Linked DNA regions of Gossypium hirsutum: region 1 is linked to region 2. The links are chromatin contacts, called in public Hi-C maps. All regions are on one chromosome and are shown on one strand. Each heading gives the region's core, a stretch centred on a gene start, on an enhancer-like site or on the middle of the called end of the contact. The rest is flanking DNA. Distances are from core to core; before and after follow the strand shown. Region 1 holds the start of LOC107910706. Region 2 has its middle 26 kb from the start of LOC107910707.

Evidence for each region. Hi-C and Micro-C count contacts between places; a contact is called where the count stands out from the background.
Region 1: a Hi-C map of leaf shows a contact between it and region 2, with 2.8 times the contacts expected there. The contact joins the promoter of LOC107910706 here to the enhancer-like site in region 2. A contact is called at or near these places in 6 of 34 Hi-C or Micro-C datasets (callus and leaf).

The regions. Positions count from the first base shown.
Region 1 is chrD02:23,203,789-23,206,665 of Gossypium_hirsutum_v2.1, reverse strand. It overlaps LOC107910706, which reads right to left and starts at 1,546. Exons shown (of 2, transcript XM_016838666.2): 1 at 560-1,546; 2 at 208-453. The coding sequence starts at 1,236. The coding sequence ends at 601.
Region 2 is chrD02:23,111,673-23,114,555 of Gossypium_hirsutum_v2.1, reverse strand. No RefSeq gene overlaps it. Among protein-coding and RNA genes, the nearest start is that of LOC107910707, 26 kb to the right of the region's middle. Within about 2 kb of position 1,300, at least 2 of the 9 cell types and tissues checked have an H3K27ac peak or open chromatin away from gene starts, as enhancers often do. A contact at or near this core is called in leaf, where this site is marked.

The DNA of each region.
Region 1 (2,877 bases), core at 297-2,796, 92 kb before region 2:
TGAGAAATTCCGAGTCCATAAGAAAGCATAATCCATGCAGAATGGCACCTAATATATATAAGTTTATCATTTGCTTGCTCATGCTGCTTTCTCTCACCTCCTATGATTTAAATCCGGTGAGGTGAAGTGAAGATTGGTTGGCATAGATGTTATTATCGAGACATAAAATGCGTGCATGTGCTTAATTCGTAATGTGGCAATCGTCTGTTCAGAAACAGCCTTAAGATTATCAAACACAAGAAAATGGCAAAGCCTTACACATATAGCTTTTATATGTTCACCCCCGATTCAAAAACAAGGCGGTGATCGCATTATGATCAGCATAGGATCTAAATTACAATATACTTAATACGCTATAAAAGAAAATGGAAAAAGTTGAACAAACTATTGACCCAAAGCCTTAGAACTCAGAAGCAAGCACACTTCTTATCCACTCTAGTTTTTCTTTTATTCCTGCACCTCAGCTCAAAAAAACTATGAGGTATCTTTATAATTTCCCATGACATGAGACAATTAAGGAGAAAAACTAGAAAAAGGAAGAACAGAAGTTACTGCTTACCCTTAATTATTGTTCACGCCTTTATTTACGGAAAAGACCCTTCAAGGGAGACGTAGGAGTCGTCGGAGATTGTCAGTGGCTCCATCATCGACTCCTCCACCAGCTTCAGCCTTGCAGCCAAGCTTTGGTCTAAGCGAAAAGCTGGGCAAAGGCAAGCTGCTAGGTGGTGGAGAGAGTGTAAAGATAGAACTTGAAAGCCTCTCCAAATCTCTCGCAGCCGCCTGGGGTCCTCCTGATGCCATGACAAAGGGCTTACTAATTGCACCTTGTGCTTTTTTTCCCTCCGTTGGTCTGGTTTGAAGTTTCTTTGGCTCTCCTACTGATTTGCCACTGAGTTGCTTCGATTTTGATCTCTTTGGAGGGGTCAGAGATTGGTCTTTGTATCTGTTGCTTTTGAGGTTAGATGGAGAAGATGAAAGGGGTGGGGTTCGAGAAGGGAGCGACGTATGAAGAGGTTTATTAGGGAGTGGAAGTGGAAGGAGAGGTGGTTGATGCTGAGCCTGATAGAATGGATAAGAGAAGGAAAGAGACGGTGGAGGAGCCAAAAAGAGGCCTCCTCCCCCCCCATGGATGATGCTTGTGTGAGCTCCACTACTATGTCTCCTTGGAATGTTCTTGAGTTGCTTGTTTGGAGAAACAGATTTCTCAGCTGAAGATGACAAGAAAATCCCATCCATAATACTACTGGGTTTTGCTTTGGCAAACAACGAACAAGCTTTTTCAATATCAAACAAAAAGAGGCGATGATCTTCGAAATAATATGATCAAAAGCCTGAAGCCAAAAACATGCTCAAGATATATATATTTCAGAGGAAATCTTTACAGATTTTCTCAATGAAAAGTAAAAAAGAAAAAGAATATTGGTTAGGAAATGCTATTGATAAACAGAAAATAGATACAAAATCGATTTCGATCCCAGAGGGATCCGAAATGGTTTGGATTTTTAATTTATTCTACTTTTCTTCCAGACTTTCATGTGTTTAAAAGTCTGTGCCTCTTTTTATACAAGTAATAAACTCCACGTCTCCAACGGCTACTTTATTTTTTTATTGTAATTTACTTTTCGTTAAAATTGTCTGTTAGGCCCTATACTTTTGATAAAATTTGAGATTTATTTTGTATACTTAAAAGGTTAGAAATTAAGCCCTTTAACTGTTTTGATCTAAAAATCTCAATCCAATCATTAAAATAGTAAGTATTTTTTTTGTCAAAATTTACCAATTTAGCATGTTGATTAAGTTGCCCTCATGTGACATATCATATGAGTGAAAATAAAATGAAAATAAACATTTTAGCATATGATAATTATTGGATTAAGATTTTTAAATTGAAAAAGTAAGAGAATTGAACTTTTAAATTTTAAAATATAGGGAGTAAATATCAAAATTTATAGAAAAGCAGGGACTAGTAACATACTTTGTCCTTTACTTTTTTCATTTTCTTTATAATAAAAATGTTACCACAGACTCCTAATTTACCGACAGTTCAAGACTTGGGAAACACTGTTGGGCGGCAGCCGTCAATTCGATTTACACCGTTGGATCGAATAATTAGAAATAACCGGTGAGGAGATACCAGCCGTTGATCATTCCCTCCATCTAAGATGTTGGTCTGGTTTGAAAGGGACTTGAAAGAATCCTAGCAATACACGTATCCCACTTGGCGGGACCCAAGACTATTTTATGACCACCTCATGCAAGAACAACACATAAATAGAAAATAGGAGTAAAATATTAAATATTTTATGTGATAATACAGTGCAAGACCTGAAGGGATTGGTATACGTGGCAGCAGGCCAGCCAGTCTTGATGAGAATTTCCGGTCCATTATTGGTCGGTGCCATGCACGTGACCTTCATTCACGTCTATTAATTTTGATGTAAACGATGTATAACGACGTCTATGTCAATTTAAAATATAGTTCATGCCTAATTTATATACGCGAGTTTTTAAGTTTCATAATGAGAGTTTTGGTCCAGTTAGTCCTAATTGGTTTTAGTTTGAACTATATCAGTTTTTAATTTGTTTAGATTATAATAATTTAATTGTATAGTTCGTCTATAATAATTTAATACTTGTAATTACTTATACTTATATTTATAATTATATTGTATTTGTTATAATTCATAAATATAAAAAAAAACTGAAAAGATATGTATTTGTATTTTGTGCAATCATCATATTCATGGTATTATATATATTTAAAAATTTTAAATATTTATAACTCCTCTATATAAAAATTTTCACTATTTAATATTTAAACATTTGGCGAAGTTAGTGTTACTGTCATCAACTCGGTAATGAAATTATAGAAATATC
Region 2 (2,883 bases), core at 51-2,550:
CCCTTTCTTTTCCCTGGATGCTTGCATAAAGAGACAAATGAATGCGCCTTTTCTTGTGAATGGAGAAATGTTGGAGCCCAAATGCTTAAACCGAAAGCTAATAATGGAGGGGACCTTTTCATGTTGTATTGCCATTATGGCACGTCTCTACCACCATTAGTCAAGCAACCCTATGTTTTAGTTGATATTTTGGAACTTCGTCATTATTCCTATGGCCGGAACAAAACTTCCCATCAAGGACTTTTGAGTACAAATACATTACTTAATTGAAGCACAAGAGAGTAGAAAGTTAAAAGAAAGAGCTAGTGTTGTAAGTAAGCAACAGCATGCACTGAAACTCAAAACACGAAATAAAGAACAATGTCGATTGTTTCAGAGGAACAGAAGCAGAATTGGAGACAAGCACTGAAACCTCCCCTCTTTTGAAGTCAAAATTTGTAAACCTATGAACTTATTTTTCTAAAGGTTTTAAAATCCATAGTTGAACAGAGTAAAAATCCCAAGAACTATTTTGTTTGAAACTCATGTCTTCTCAAAATTATTTTGAAGCTATAAAATGTGTTAATTGAAAAGGGTTTTTTTTTTTAAAGAAATTAAAAGTTTCTAACAGATTAAAGTAATATTTAATTTACCGATTCTTTACTAATCAAGGAGAGGCTTTTGAAGAAATTGAAAAGGTCTTTCAACTTAAGAAATGAGTTTAGGGTAATTGAAGGTTTTGGGTTTAAATAAAAGAAGAGAATAAAAAGATTTTTTGTTTCTTACTTGAAAATGTAATCATATTTTTCCTTTTACTAATAATTGTTGTTTTTCAATTAAACATACATTTCAAGTTAAGAATTATATATATTTTTATATTTTATGTCTTTTATAATAAATAATATATATTTTCAAAGTTTTTAAAATTATAATTTTTTTGAATTTGAGCTAAATTGATGAAAATGTAAACATTGAGGGTTAAATTTATTGATTTCTTTAAATTTGGGATCAAATTAACAGAATGTGCAAAGTATTAAGGGTTAAATTTGTTATTATATTAATCAAAAGACTATCACATCAGTATTCTAGTTGGCGACCAAAGACATTTAACAGTAAAGAGAATAAAATTGACAACTTATCTAACTAGAGTGATAAAATAACAAATATTTTAAATAGATGACCAAAATAGGAATGCAGGTAAAATGGGGTGACTAAATAAGTAGTTTACCCAAAATAAAATATCCGGAGATGGAGATGAAATGCACTACTGCCATTGCAGAAGAAAAACAAAGATAAATGTGGGGTTTGAACACGTGGTAGGTCCAAAACTGTCGACAATAATAAAAGGTCGGGATTGGGGAAAACTTGGGTTTTATTTCCCATTACGATATACCAAGGCCTCCAATAAAATGCTACCACTGAAAATCAAGATTTATCTTAATTGCTATCATGGTTACTTTTTGTTTTTCTTTTCCTTTAAAAGTTTAGGTGAGTGGAATACTGATATTTTATTATTAATTGAACTTAATTGTCAATAAAATGTATTATTTTCTTATTTATGAGTGAGAAGGAACTATGGATAATTTTAAATATTAAATAAAAAAAAACAAATATAATCAAAAATTTATAGTAAAATTATTTAAAAAATTTCTTATATTTTAGAACGAGATACAAGCCACAATTAATCGGTACATATCGAAACCTTTTTCTTTCAATGAATTGAGCTGCATCAAACTAAAAATGGAAAACGCATCAGATTAAATTCTTCAAATTCTAAGAATTCCAAGTTATTGTTATTTATTAAATAATGATCCATATAAAAAAAAAGAGAGGATAATGGTAAAAAATCTCCATATACTTTAATAAATCTTTCAATGTAATATTTATACTTTTAAACTTTTTATTCTATCTATTAATCTAATACTTCCCTTAACGATGTTAATTCCTAATAAAAGTTGACACGTAAATTATTTATATAATAAAATATCTTAATTCTTTCAATAACTCATTTATGAATAAATATTAGAATGCTTATTTATAAAAAGGTTGTGCCTAAATTTGTGCCAACAATAACAACCACAACAGATTTGCAACATTGCTTTAGCTGGCAACTTTTTACTAAGATTTTGTAACTTCTATTATTAGGCAGCAAAAACATGTTGATATAAGATATTTTAAGGAAGTTTTGAAATACTTATCTCTTACGAGGTAAGTGGAAATGTGACAGAAGAATCAAAAGGTACAAAGATTATGTCCTTCAAGGTAAGGGGTTAAAGATAAGTATAGGCGAGTTCGTTTTTTAACGGTATCAGAAATAGTGATTTTGGGACTATAATTTTAACATGAGATTTCATAAAAATTAATTATTTAATATTTATAAGTCAAATAGAATATCATATTAAATTTTTTATTTAATAATTTTTGTTAATTAATCAAATAGTTAAGCAAGTGGTTTGTCCCTAAAGTAAAGTAGTTTTGAAAAATGAGGTATCAAAATTTCGTTTCTGTAAACCGAGCCTGTAAATATTTTTAATAAATATTTATGGAGTTACTATATAGCTATATTAAATTCCAGTCCAGTAATTTTATCATTTGATTAGTTAATTAAAGAAAAAAAGACTAAATCATAAAAGCTGCAAAAGTCAATTGCTATTGATGTTTGAGTGTCAAATCGTATTTATAAGCTAATGGAAGGGATTTAAAAGGCAATTAAACCATAAATTAGCTAGTGGCCGGTTTCGGGATGCAAATTTAGTAAGTTTTGCTAATTATTAAATTATTAAAATGATTAAACTTTTAATTATAATAAAACAAAAGAAGAAAATAAGCTTCATCTCTTTCATTCTTTTCATTTTCCAAAGTCGAACCACCATTAGAGGACCTTGAAGCTTCGGCTTTAATTTT